Regions from separate parts of the Mus musculus genome. Here all the other regions are linked to region 1. The links are chromatin contacts, called in public HiChIP or PLAC-seq and promoter capture Hi-C maps. All regions are on one chromosome and are shown on one strand. Each heading gives the region's core, a stretch centred on a gene start, on an enhancer-like site or on the middle of the called end of the contact. The rest is flanking DNA. Distances are from core to core; before and after follow the strand shown. Region 1 holds the start of Ankfy1 (ankyrin repeat and FYVE domain containing 1). Region 2 holds the start of Smtnl2 (smoothelin-like 2). Region 3 holds the start of Haspin (histone H3 associated protein kinase).

What was found. Promoter capture Hi-C pulls out the DNA fragments that hold promoters and counts their contacts. HiChIP or PLAC-seq counts read pairs in DNA pulled down with a chosen protein or histone mark.
Region 2: an H3K27ac HiChIP or PLAC-seq map of extraembryonic endoderm stem cells shows a contact between it and region 1, with 2.1 times the contacts expected there. The contact joins the promoter of Smtnl2 here to the promoter of Ankfy1 in region 1. A contact is called at or near these places in 1 of 39 promoter capture datasets (pre-B cells) and 3 of 115 datasets of contacts at active chromatin or transcription factors (embryonic stem cells and extraembryonic endoderm stem cells).
Region 3: a contact with region 1 is called in a promoter capture Hi-C map of pre-B cells. The contact joins the promoter of Haspin here to the promoter of Ankfy1 in region 1. A contact is called at or near these places in 1 of 39 promoter capture datasets (pre-B cells) and 1 of 484 Hi-C or Micro-C datasets (CD4 T cells).

Annotation. Positions count from the first base shown.
Region 1 is chr11:72,687,672-72,691,573 of GRCm38.p6, forward strand. It overlaps Ankfy1 (ankyrin repeat and FYVE domain containing 1), which reads left to right and starts at 2,331. Exons shown (of 25, transcript NM_009671.5): 1 at 2,331-2,363. The coding sequence starts at 2,354.
Region 2 is chr11:72,409,914-72,414,026 of GRCm38.p6, forward strand. It overlaps Smtnl2 (smoothelin-like 2), which reads right to left and starts at 1,800. Exons shown (of 8, transcript NM_177776.3): 1 at 1,331-1,800. The coding sequence starts at 1,720.
Region 3 is chr11:73,136,154-73,140,468 of GRCm38.p6, forward strand. Haspin (histone H3 associated protein kinase) reads right to left here and starts at 2,141. Exons shown (of 1, transcript NM_010353.2): 1 at 1-2,141. The coding sequence starts at 2,108. Itgae (integrin alpha E, epithelial-associated) reads left to right here. Exons shown (of 31, transcript NM_008399.3): 27 at 2,302-2,358; 28 at 2,614-2,709.

The DNA of each region.
Region 1 (3,902 bases), core at 1,081-3,580:
GTATTTAAAGCCCCAGCTAGCACCACAAACACACGAAGGGCTGGGGAGATGGCTCCGCTTGGTAAAGTTTTTACCATGTAAGCATGAGGACCTGAGTTCAGATCTCCATCCAGCGCAGCAATGCTTATCTAAATTCCAGTGCTGGAGAGGCAGATTCAGAAGGCATTTCTTGGTCTGTCAATCCATATATTTGAGCTCCAGTTTTAGTGAAAAACTATCAAAAAAATACAGTGAGCTGGGTGTGTTGGGGTGTACCACCTTTAATCCTAGCACTCCAGAGGCAGAGGCGAGTGAATCTCTTGTGTTTGAGGCCAGCCTGGTCCACAGCAGGAATTCCAGGACAGCTGAGGCTACAGACGCTCTCAGAAAAATGAGTGAACTACAAATGAGCAAGGTACCTTGACCTCTGGCCTCCACAAACATGCTACACTTTCACACATAACCTATAAAAGAAATACAGTACTTGAATGCTCACAAAATCTCATTCTTCACAATACTAGAAACCATGTTTTTATTAAGCAAGTTTCTTGATAGTAGATTTTGGTATCTGTGCATCATAAAGGATCTGGCCAAATTTTTAGGATAATCCAGGGCAAGAGTATCTCAACTAGAAACAAGTTGGAGCCTTGTCAAACCTTCCAAAACGAAGTGGGACTCGGATCTCCCGCCTAGAGCAACTTCCCGCTCCACTTTCATTCACCCCTTGTCTGCTCTGGCTCCTCCCTTTGCCACGCCTCCATCCATGGATACCTCTGACCCTAGCATTTGGAAAAGCAGGAGGACCAGTAATTCTAGACCAGTCTGTACTCCATGAGACTTGTCCAAAAAAGTGAAAACAAAAACAAACAAAAAACCTGGCTCAGATTAAGTTTGCTGGGCTTGCAAAGCAAGGCAAAGAGAAAACATGCTGCAAACAGATGTCAGATATGACAGCACTTTCCAACCAGTTAAGTTGTTTTAATGTTAGGAGCTTGAGTATTTTTAGGGGATAGAAGAGTCTGTTTATGCTCAAAGCTGGTTTATCTAGCCACCTGAAGATCTCAAAAACTCATTTGACACACCTATGAACCATCCTCAGCAAGGCAGTGAAGCTTTGAGCTCAGGCACTTCTATTGAAACTAACAAATATTGTTTCTTTAATCACATGTCGCTTATCCAGGGCCACTACTTTAACACTGCCCTGTTATTTCCTTCACTACTGTAGTCTGCTACAATCGGAACATCAGTTTTTAGTACATAATTATCCTTAATGTATTTAAGTGTCCTTCTCTTCCATTTTCTAAGTGTTTTTCAGCCAGGGTCGTCCCCTTTTCAAAATTTTAACCATTGCCCTTACATTTTTATAATCTGAACTCAATCCCTTCATTATTCCATTTCATTGCCCTCTAATGCTTTCTTTAACTGTGGCAGATCTTCCTAAAATCTTAACTGTTCTCTAAGTCACTACTTAACTGTTGATGCATTATTTCTATTCTCCTTTGTTGACCTGGAGGCTTCAGGTGTGCTAAGTACATATTCGTTACCCGGGCCAAGAAAAAGTATTTATGTCAAGTGTGGTGGCACTTGCCTTTAATCGCAGCACTCCAGGCAGAGGCACTAGGGTCTCTTATCAGTGTCAGGCCAGCCTGGTCTACATAGTAAGTTCCAGAACAGCCAGGATTATGTAGAGAAACCCTGTCTCAATTCCCCACTCTACCTACTCCACAGCCAAAAAAGGCATACTATCTAGGATTGTCAGCCCTCTATTTTGCTATTATAAAAATCATCTAATCATTCTCACATTCACAAAAGGTTTAAGCTCCTGGTTTACAATCTGAATTCCTTCTCCATGGCCTTGTCAACCGTTATTAGCTCCTAGTGTTATTTGGCTTTGCCACTTTGACCTCAGGGATCTCACAATTTTGCTTACATAAAATTGTATAGAGATTTGCAGTTTTTGCGACCCCTATATTTGTAACCAGTGTGTTTGCCTGTTTGATAACCCAAGTTGTCTGGTTTTAGCCATAAAAATTCCCAAAGCCCTGGAGAAATGCTATCATTTAAGTATTAGGACAGCGTCCCACGTGGTTACAAAGTAACTTAAAGATCCGCAGTCCCTGCCTCAGAATAGTCCATGTTTGCTCTACCCTGACGATCGCCTGGAGTACGAGATAGCCCAGTCCGCGCTTGTCAAACCTTCCAAAACGAAGTGGGACTCGGACCTCCCGCCTAGAGCAACTTCCCGCTCCACTTTCATTCACCCCTTGTCTGCTCTGGCTCCTCCCTTTGCCACGCCTCCATCCATTCTCGCGAGACTTGATGATTCCCTTGCGCCGGCATTTATCGCGAGGCTGTAGGCAGGGCCGGGCCCGACATGGCGGAAGGTAGGTTTTTTGTGGGGTGGCACGGGAAGACGCGAAGCAATAGGGGTACCACTGGCCGGGCACAGAAGCCCCTGGAAGGGTTGTCCGGCTGTGGTCGTACGGTGCATCACGTGTCTCGCGAGCCTTCCTATGTAGCGTTTCGGGGCTCCCCGGGCCGGGGTTCTCAGCGCCGTTCCTATGGCAACGCCCCTCCTGCAGTCTGTCTTCACTCGTCACCCCCCGCCCCCAACCCCGATCCCGGTAGTCTCAGAACGAGAAAGGGGTCGGGTCCTGGGAGCGAATGCACCCGCGGGACTCGAGAAAGCTGTAGAGGAGCTTCTTGTGCCAGCCATGCTGGAACGGGGAGGGAAGTGCCCCTCTCCTTAGGAAATCGAAACTGCTGTCATGGCAGGTCCTGCATCCGGAAGGGTGCATCTCTTGCCTGCGGAAGAGCTTGGGACTCTTCCTTGGAAGAGCCGGGACTGCAGCTGGACGACGGGCTTCTTGGGCGTGCGCTGTAATAGTCTTTAAGCTTTTTGGCAGCCCTAGCAAATGTGGGCACGCTCAGATTCTCTGAGGTTTACAAAGGGGCAAAAGGAGATGTTTCCTCAGTAAGGAAGTTGACCAAGGTCACACTGCTTGAAAGAGGTGTGCTAAAGCCAGGCTTCGGTTCCTTTACCTCCTGCTTTAGTCCTTCGTCTCTTTTTTAGTACTTTACGACATTGCAGGTAAAGGCATCCGGTTTCTCAGGTGCAGCCTCCCTTAAGGAATAATGTTAGGATCTTTGCTTGCCATAGCTTTACTGTATGAGTTGGGGTGAAAGCCCTGAGATAGTGAGTTACCTAGTAGTGATCAGACAATATTAGACCTGGCCGGTGTGCTTCTCCTGTGTACCCCATTGTTGGAGAAAAATACTTCTTGTTGGACTTTGTTGAGTGGCTGAAGATTTACTTGATCTAGACCTGGCCTATTTTGTTTTTGTCTTTTGTTTGTATTTTTTGGTAAGTGTTGATTAAACTCATCATTTCTTGATCTGAGATTTGGGTAGTGTGACAGTTTGTGTAGTCTTCTCAGATTTGAATTAGGTTTAAGAGTGACACGAAGTAGGCCTGCCAGGTGTGTTATTTGCCCTTTATAGTTAAGTGAACTGAGGCCAGATTCATGGCTGGGACTGGATTCTGTTTTCATTTTTACTTTTTCTATCTGTTAAACACCTTGGAGGTGGTGAACATTGTCCAACAGAGGAGGAGAAAGCGAAGTGACTGAAAGTGCTGGGTGTGGTGATGTATGCCTGCCTGCTTGTAGTTCCTTCATTCAGCACTTGGAAGGATCTGGAATTTAGGGTCATTCACAGCCTACCTGGAGTGCATGAAACCCTGTTCAAAAAATGAACTAGATGATTTTGCACACCACGGAATGTTGTGTACCTGTTGCTCAGCAGCGAGGTTTGGGAGGAAGGTTCAGGAAGGCACGATGTGAGATCGTGAGCAGTGTAGAGCCTTTAAGAAGGAATCTGCGTGTTGGGGAAATGCATGACCAAGTTTCAGGTCGTGGAGGAGG
Region 2 (4,113 bases), core at 550-3,049, 280 kb before region 1:
GACTCATAGGACAGAGTCAAGTGTTTCCATATTTCTAGACACTTCGCCTGGAACACCCGGAGTTCTACCCCCATCCCCAAAGCCCAGTTCCTCTGCCTAACTTGGAGGGCCTTCACAACTCAAGCCTCCCTTGTCCACCTGAAGGCTGCACCCTGGCTGGTGAGCACTTTTGGCCACTCCAGGCAGCATGCATCGTGCTGCCATTTGCAACAAGCACAGCACACCCTCCTCAAATCCCCAATGCAAAAGGAGCAGAGTCTGGAGCAAGGCGTCTCTGCTCACCTGTTGCCACTGTTCAAGTCTGGGGTCACCTCCACCCAGGCTGAGACCTCCAGGGGCAAGGACTTATCTGATGTCCTCCTGCTGAGGCCCACAGTAGAGCTAAGGGCCTTGGGAATACACCAAGGCAGGGGGCAGAGGCAGTGTACTAAGACCCTGGCCCTTGAAAAGCACCTCCCACCCCTCCCACTCCTCCAACCCCTCCCACTCCTCTCCCCCATCCCCCACTTCCCTCCCCCCCCACCACCCCCCCACCCCGCCAGCAAATTCCGGGTCAGGATGGAAAATCCCACCTAAGGGCCACTGCACACACCATAGAAACAGTCTAACCAGGCTCTGTCACTCCAGGAGGTCGTGACCAAGTGGTAAAACTGGTCCACACCAGCTTCTGCCCAGAAATCTAGACACAGCTAAAGGCCCGTTCCCCCTCTCCGTTTCCAGTAAAGGGTCTGCCCTCTGCAACATGAGTTCCCAAACAGTTACTGATCAGTCCAGACCAGAGTGCGCTCACATGCGCGCGCGCGCGCGCGCGCGCACACACACACACACACACACACAGAGGCAACTCAGTCGGGGTTAATCTACAACCGGAACGGTCAGGCCTCAGTGAAGCAGCAACACAGTGCGCGTGAACAAAAACGTTGTAGGGGGCAGGTAGAGGACGCTGACCATTCCAACTTGCAGGTGAGGACCCAGACGACAGTGAACTATCAAAGACTGAACCTTGGCGTCCAAACTCTTAAAATTCATGGGTCAGATGGGAGAGGGCAGATCTCAAGGCAAAAACACCACCCGGATCCAAGAAAGAAGTGCAAAGCAGGTGCAGCAGGCCTACTAAAACAATGTTTCTCCTGTCCTTTCCAGCTCTGGAGAGCTTAAATGTAATCCCGGCTACCAAGTCCCAGCGGCAGGTGGAGGTATAGCTCTCTTACTAGAGGACGCTCGCCAGCGCACGCACTCAGAGCTGATGGGCGGCACCAATTTCCCAACCCTACACCCCAGGCACGCTCCTAGTCGCTCACATCCCTCGCGCCGCACCCCCGGGGCTCACCGGGCTTCGACCGGACAGCGAAAAGGTGGCATGACTGGAGAAGCGTGCAGTGCCCAAGCGGGGGGCGCGGTCGGTAACTGTGGCCGCCGGAGGGGGACTGGGCGTGCCGGGTGCAGGGGACACTCCAGTCGCCAAGCCCAGCGCCTCCACCTGGCGCGTCAAGCGTTCGAGCTGTGCCTGCAGCCGCTGGTTGTCCCGCTGCAGCTCGGCCACAGTACGAGCCAAGGGGCCGGCCAGGCGCAGCGCCTCTGCCACGCGCCGCTCCACGCCGCGCTGCAGCCCCTGCATGTCCTCGTGCAGCGCACGCACCGCACCCTCCAGCGCCGCCTCGTAGCGGCCCAGCGCCTCGCGCACTGTGTGCGCCTCCTCGGCGTCGGGGGACGGCTCCATGGCCGAGTGGGGCACACCGATCGGACAGCGGGCAGAACGCGGGAGACGTTGAGAGATCCGCAGCTCCTTGGGACGACTGGCGGGCCGCGGCTGGCTGAGCCCGAGGGGCGGCCGGAGGGGGCGGGAGCAGGGCGGGGCAGACCCCTAGAGCCCCAGGACTGGGCGCTGAGTGAGGAGGCGGGGCCGAGGGGGCGGGACAGCCCATTCCAGGACACCCCGCCCCTGGGGACTGGCCGGGTCGGTGCGGGATGCCTGGCCCCGGAGGCACTTAGTGAAAAGTTCTCCTTCTCTGCTTTGCAGGGATGTGGATCCCTGGGGGAGTAAGGAGTCCCATACACGCTTGACCCCAGGGAGTGGTGTGCGACCCGGTGAAAGATCTGGGAAGAAGACACTCGAAAGGACATTACTCTAGGAACAACAACTAAAAGAGTTATACATTTCCCTGTAGGTCCACTTTGGTTGGACTCTCCCCCCTGTTCAGGGAACCGCAGCAACTGTACACACACACACACACACACACCATAACCGCTCTGACTCACCTTTGTATGCATCTCCGGTCACCACCGGTACCATCCAGTTCGCAAATACTCACTTGTGAGACTTTTTAAAAAAATATTTATTTGACTTTATGTGTGTGAGCCTGCTTGTCTGTATCTACACAGCATGTGTGGTGCCCACATAAATCACAAAGTGGTGTCAGGATCCTCTAGAACTGGAGTTTCCAATAGTTGTGAGCCATCATGTGTGTGCTGGGAGCCGAGTTCTGGGGTTTCTCTGAAAGAGCAAAAAGTGCCCTAAACTGCTAAGCCCACACTTCAGCCCCCCACCTGTGACACTTTTGCCTGGGATTTCTTGCACCAGTTCTGAGATCAGGAAGAGTTATGTAGATGGTAAAATGCCCCTCCTATCCTCCTAGGCCTGCTCTCTGTGTGTGTGTGTGTGTGTGTGTGTGTGTGTGTGTGTGTGTGTGTGTGTTAAAGATGAACAGGAAGGTTGGGACCCAAATCCCAAAATCTTGCTATGAGCAACTTTGGGATCAAAAACTAGGATGTGCACTGCTGCCCCCCTCTTCCCCAAGCTCAGTCAAGAACCTCGATCCACCTGACAACCTTCAAACCTCTTTTTTTCTCCAGCACTCCTCTTATTCCAGAAAGTCCCCTTTCCCAGCCTAGAAACCCCAAACATCACCAAAGAAGGAGGGATGGAGGCAATTGTTGCTCAGGATAACAATATGATAGATGTTGTAAACATTTAAAATAAAGAAAAAACCATCTCATTCATTGTGCTAAAAGGCTTTCCTAACTCGATTTCTCTGGGCCTGGGCTATGGGAGGTGGCTCAAAGCCTGGAGAGGCCTAGTGAGATGATCCATAGGAGCAGGCTCAAAGGCTTGTTCTGGTCATACTGTTCTGCTTCCAAGGATGTCTGGGAGGCCCCAGACCCTCCTAGACTGCCCTTTCCTTCCCCCAGGAGCTGGGTTAGCCTAACAGATGCTAAGAGCTGATCCCCTCCCCCGGGTAGGGACAGGAAGGAACACTGGGTTACCTAATCCAAGGAGCTTTCCAGCAATTATTTCATGGGAAAGTCAAGTGCCAAAAGGCGTGCATGTTGCATGTCTGTGTGTGTGTTCCAAGCAGCCGTCTGGACAGGGTGAGCCAAACCGCTCCTTGCATTCTTTCTCCGGGTGGAATCTTTGATAGAGCCCTGGAGAGGGGCCACTTGGAGAGCTTATGTCCCAGACAGCGCTGCCCACCCTACGGGTCTGAGCCCTGGAGTCAGAGAAGTCCAATCTTTCCTTTGCAGAACACAGGGAAGCAGAGGATGCCTGAGAAGGACCCAGACAGGTTAGTCCCTGACCTCCTGAGTAGGCCTCTGGGCGCCAGCATTGTATGTGTTTTGGGGGCGGAGGTTGTGTTGAGAGTAGAAAATGATCAGGGGCCCAGCCCTCTGTCTGACCATCCTGGAGAAAGTGGGTAGCTGGGTCTCTAAAGTGGGAATCCCAAGGAGTAGAAAGTCCAAAGATGTAGAGATCTGCCAAGGATGCAGACAAAAAGTCTCCAACCTCAGCTAAGCTGTCCGGTCCTTCCTGAGACAGTATGGGAAGACCTAAGAGTAGCTTTCATGGGAGGGTGGAGCAGGACTTCTTCTGAGGCCAGAAGGTTAGAGAGAACAGGATTCAACCCATCCTCCAACTGCCCCCACCCCCAGTCTTAGCCCTCAGCAGTCAAATCACCTGTAAATTAGAGATAAGCCTGGTGTGGTAGTGAGGTGAAGAAGGTGAGGAGGAAGAAGAAAGCAGGAGTGAGGGAGACCGGCATCTTGAGCCTGGACAGAGGACCAACACCACCCTAACCCTGACTCTAACACGGATGGGAGGGGGCAGTTCTGCTCCCA
Region 3 (4,315 bases), core at 891-3,390, 450 kb after region 1:
TAATGCAGCCACAGCACATTATTGTAAGGGTGATACTCACCCCAGCAGTTTTTGTTCTCCTTCCTCATGAGCCTGTAGATCTCAAACTGGTAGTCACCCTCACCTGTAAATAGGTCCTCTTCAGCGGAGATATCACAGAAAACCACAATCCCATCCCGCTCCAAGCGGGACAGGGTGTAGTCAATGATGTTGACCTGTAGCCCATGGGTGGGAATGGTGCTCGTTTTCCCATTGAGGGTGTAGCGGAGTTCTTTGAGGTTGGTTTTCTTTAAGAGCACATTTCCCCAGTGTAAGTCCCGGTGCTCAAAGTGCAGGGATGCTTCTGCCACAGCCAGAGATGCAGTGATCTGGTGGAGAATGCTCTTTGCAGTCGCCACAGAGGACAGCTTGGTTTTCATTCGCTCCAAGTCAACCCCACCAAACTCAAATTCCAGGATAATAAAGAGCTGGTCTTCCTGGAAAAAGTCAGGCCGGTCATTGGCAGATCTTTTGGTTGTGTTATAGTGATCCCAGGCTTTCAGCAGCAAGGGAGGGTAAAGCCCTTGAACACAGTGTACTGAGTTCAGCCCAATAAAGCCTTCTGTGCGGTTGTAGGCCTCACTAGACAAGAGACTCAGCTCTTTGGAGATAATGATCTCCGGCAGGATTTCCTCAAAGGTTTTCTGGTGGGACCCATTGACTAAATCTAACCCTTCAATAGCAATGATTTTTAGGGCTACAGGTGCTTGGTCGTTAATTATCTGAAACACTTCTCCAAACACTCCTTCCCCAATCTTCTCACACCGTTCCAGTTTTTCCGTGGAAAGGCAATCACTAAAGGGGATGGGCCCTTCCTGATTACACTCCCCATAAACCTTTTCAGCATAAGATGGCCTTTGGTCTGTGACATGCAGGGTCTTTAAGGGACTTAGCAAATACACAGAAGAGCATCGAGAAGAAACAGTAAGGTGTGCTCTGTTCTTGATAGGAGGGGTCGAACATTCAGACAGGAGGGACCTGGAGGAAGAACTGGCAACAGAACTGCATACCTCTATCACACTGGTTATAATTTTCTTCTTGTGGAAACCGAAGGAGGCTCTGGTTTTGGTCCAAGAATCCCTCTGGCTAGTATTCAAGTTCCATAAGGAGACTGACGCTTTCCTTTTCTTCTTAGATTGGTGGTAGTGGCGGGGAGGGGTTCCCGTTGCTTCTTGCTGTTTCCTCTTCCGGAGTGGCCCAGTTCTCTTAGGCCTGCTGATTTCCCCTGGTACACGAAGGTCTTTGCAAGCACTGGACTCCTCATAGTCTCTCTGGTCGACTCCTTGGGACACAACCTTTTTACACGCGGCCTTTCTCTTTCCCGGGCTTGTCAGATCAGGGTCCGTTAGTCTGTTTCCCATCTGCTGTCTTCTTTCACAACACGATTCCTTCACATTCTCCCCATCTGTCCCAAACTTGTTCTCTTCTGTGGCCCCTGAGTTCACAAGGCTAAAGAGAGATGACCTGAAGCTGGCTTCGGCTCGGAGGGCCCTCCCGGTGTACCTGTCACCGGTTGCTGCCACCTGGGGGCAGGGCACAGACGGTTCACTTAGGGAGGCTGCCGGCAAGTGGAAGCTCCCGGGGACTGCAGAGTCAGCATACAAAGGGTCGGGGGCTCCGGGCGAGGCCGGAGAGCTGAAGAGGGAGGCACTGGTGCCCAGCTCGTTGCTGTCCCTGGACTGGATGCACACACTGTGGTCCGACCCGAGGCAGCCCGGGCTGCAGTTGGGGAAAGGTGGCGGTCGCAGCCGGCTGCACGGGGTGCTGCACTTCTGCGGGAGCCGAGGTCGCAGCCTTTGGACTCTTGGAGTGTTTGTCAGGGTCCGCTGGTTCCGGGAGCCGCTGCCCCGAGGACGCCTCCGCCGCTGGCCCACGAGGCTGCCGGGGAAGTCGGGGTCGTCCGGGTCGTCGGAAGCGACAGCCGGCGACTCGTTACTGTCGCTGAGGCTGCTGCTGAAGGCGCGCTTCAGGTTCGGCGGCTGGAACCATTGCTCAGCCAGCCCGCCAGGCTGCCGCTGCGACCCCCGGACGCCCCTCGCCGCGTACGTTCGAAAGAGCCGGGTACCCGACCGCGGGTGAGCCTGTGCCATAGCGAGCGCCCGCCCGGCGTTTCAAACAGAAACACCGCGAGACTGCGGCGAGCGCGCGAGCGCCCGTCGGCCCGCTGGGTCCTAGCGCCGGCCCTCGGCTGCGCAGCCTGCCTGACCTCCCGGAAGCCGGCAGGGGGCAGATGCCTAGCGGGACTTGGAGCTCAGGGTGGCTCAGCAAAGGCTCTCTTTTCAGGACCACACTGAGTGCACCCAGAGTCAAGAGCCTGCGTGTGGAAGCGATCCTGTGCAGGTGAGCGAAGTCGTCTCAAGAGCCCGAGAGAGGGATGTGGAGAGCCTCTTGAGAGGGTGACTGCTTCTGCAGTGTTCTTTCTGAGACTTTCAGCCTCTCTGGTCCTGTTTGCCAGGATAACTGACACTTGGCTTGGGCGAAGGGGACTTGCTCAAATGTCTGCTCTGGGACCTTGGATGCCCTATCTTAGATATTCAGATTTTCAATCCTAAAACACGAAAAGGGAGTAAGCAGACTCACCTTTTGCTTTTGCAGCATGTAAAAGAATGGCATTCAGTGGTCTGTGCTATCACATCTAATAAAGAAAATGTAACCGTGGCCGCAGAGATCTCCGTGGGCCACACTAAGCAGGTACTTGAGACTGAGAGACTGCAGATTGGGTCGTCCAATCCTAGAGGACCTATCCTCTAAGAAAGGATAATAGCATCTGAAAGGTGCCGTTCAAAATAGATCATTTGATTGGCCTGTCTCAAACAGCTCTTAGCAAGTTACTTAGTAGGGATTTTAATCTTTTTCCATACTAAGACATGTTGGAATGACCTGTGATTACCTCTTTGTTTCATCCCCAAGTGTATCCCAGCAGCAAACCCTGCCATCCCACCTTCAGAATACATATGAAATCACTTCTCTCTGTCTCTATTGATGTGGCTGTAATTTAGGTCACCGTCTCTGGCCTGTTGCATAACCTTGGACATGCCCTCTTTGTCTTGGCTTCCCCCCTAACCAGTACAAATAGTTCTTCAAGAGCTGGAGGGCCAGGCGTGGTGGCACACACCTTTAATCCCAGCACTCAGGAGGCAGAGGCAGGCGGATTTCTGAGTTCAAGGCCAGCCTGGTCTTCAAAGTGAGTTCCAGGATAGCCAGGGCTATTACAGAGAAACCCTGTCTCGAAAAAAACCAAAAAAAAAAAAAAAAAAAAGAGCTGGAGAGGTGGCTCAGCAGTTCAGAGCATGCGCTCTTACAGAGGATATGTTGCTTCGGCTCCTAGCACTCAAGTTGGGCAGCTCACAACTACTTGGGACTCCAGCTGTTGGAGGATCTAACTTCCTCTCTTGGTCTCCATGCATATGTGCACATACATGCACACTTATTTTTTCTAAATTGTATACAAGAAGTACGCTGTAGCTATCTTCAGACACACCAGAAGAAGGCATCGGATCCCATTACAGATGGTTGTGAGCCACCATGTGGTTGCTGGGAATTGAACTCAGGACCACTGGAAGTGCAGTCAGTGTTCTTATTTGCTGAGACCTCTCTCCAGCCGCGCGCCCCCCCCCTCCCCGTGCACAATATTTTTTAAAACACGAAATAATTCATTTAGCATTAGGATCCTCCTTTAAAACTTTGGACCAAAGCCGGACATGGTGGCGCATGTCTTTAATCCCAGCACTCGAGAGGCAGAGGCAGGCGGATTTCTGAGTTCGAGGCCAGCCTGGTCTACAAAGTGAGTGCCAGGACAGCCAGGGCTATACAGAGAAACCCTGTCTCGAAAAAAAAAAAAAAAAAAAAAAAAAAACTTTGGACCAGAAACTCCAAATGAACAGAAGCAGTGGACTTTAGAGTTGGATACATTTAGCTTAAAACCCATACTTCTTTCTTGGTGTGCAAAGAATTACATGATCTGGTCTGTATTTAATCCTTCACCCTTTCTCTCCTGTCTCTTTCTTATGTGTTGTTTCTATTTTTTAACTTGCTAATGTTATTGTAGCCAGTGGGCCTTTGTAATGTAGTTACTTCGTATAACATTACTCAAATGTTATTTTCTCTAGAGAGGCCTTACTATGAGGTGGGAACAAATGGTCAAGTTTACCATTGTGTGGAGAGTCCGATGAGAGCAGTGTGGTCTCCTGACCTAGGAGTGGGGCTGAAGGAGAAGGGGTGTGTGAGGCAGGATGTTTTAGGGCTGTCTGGAACTGACTGTGGATGGAGGTTGTGGCATGAGGTCATGTGTAATTGA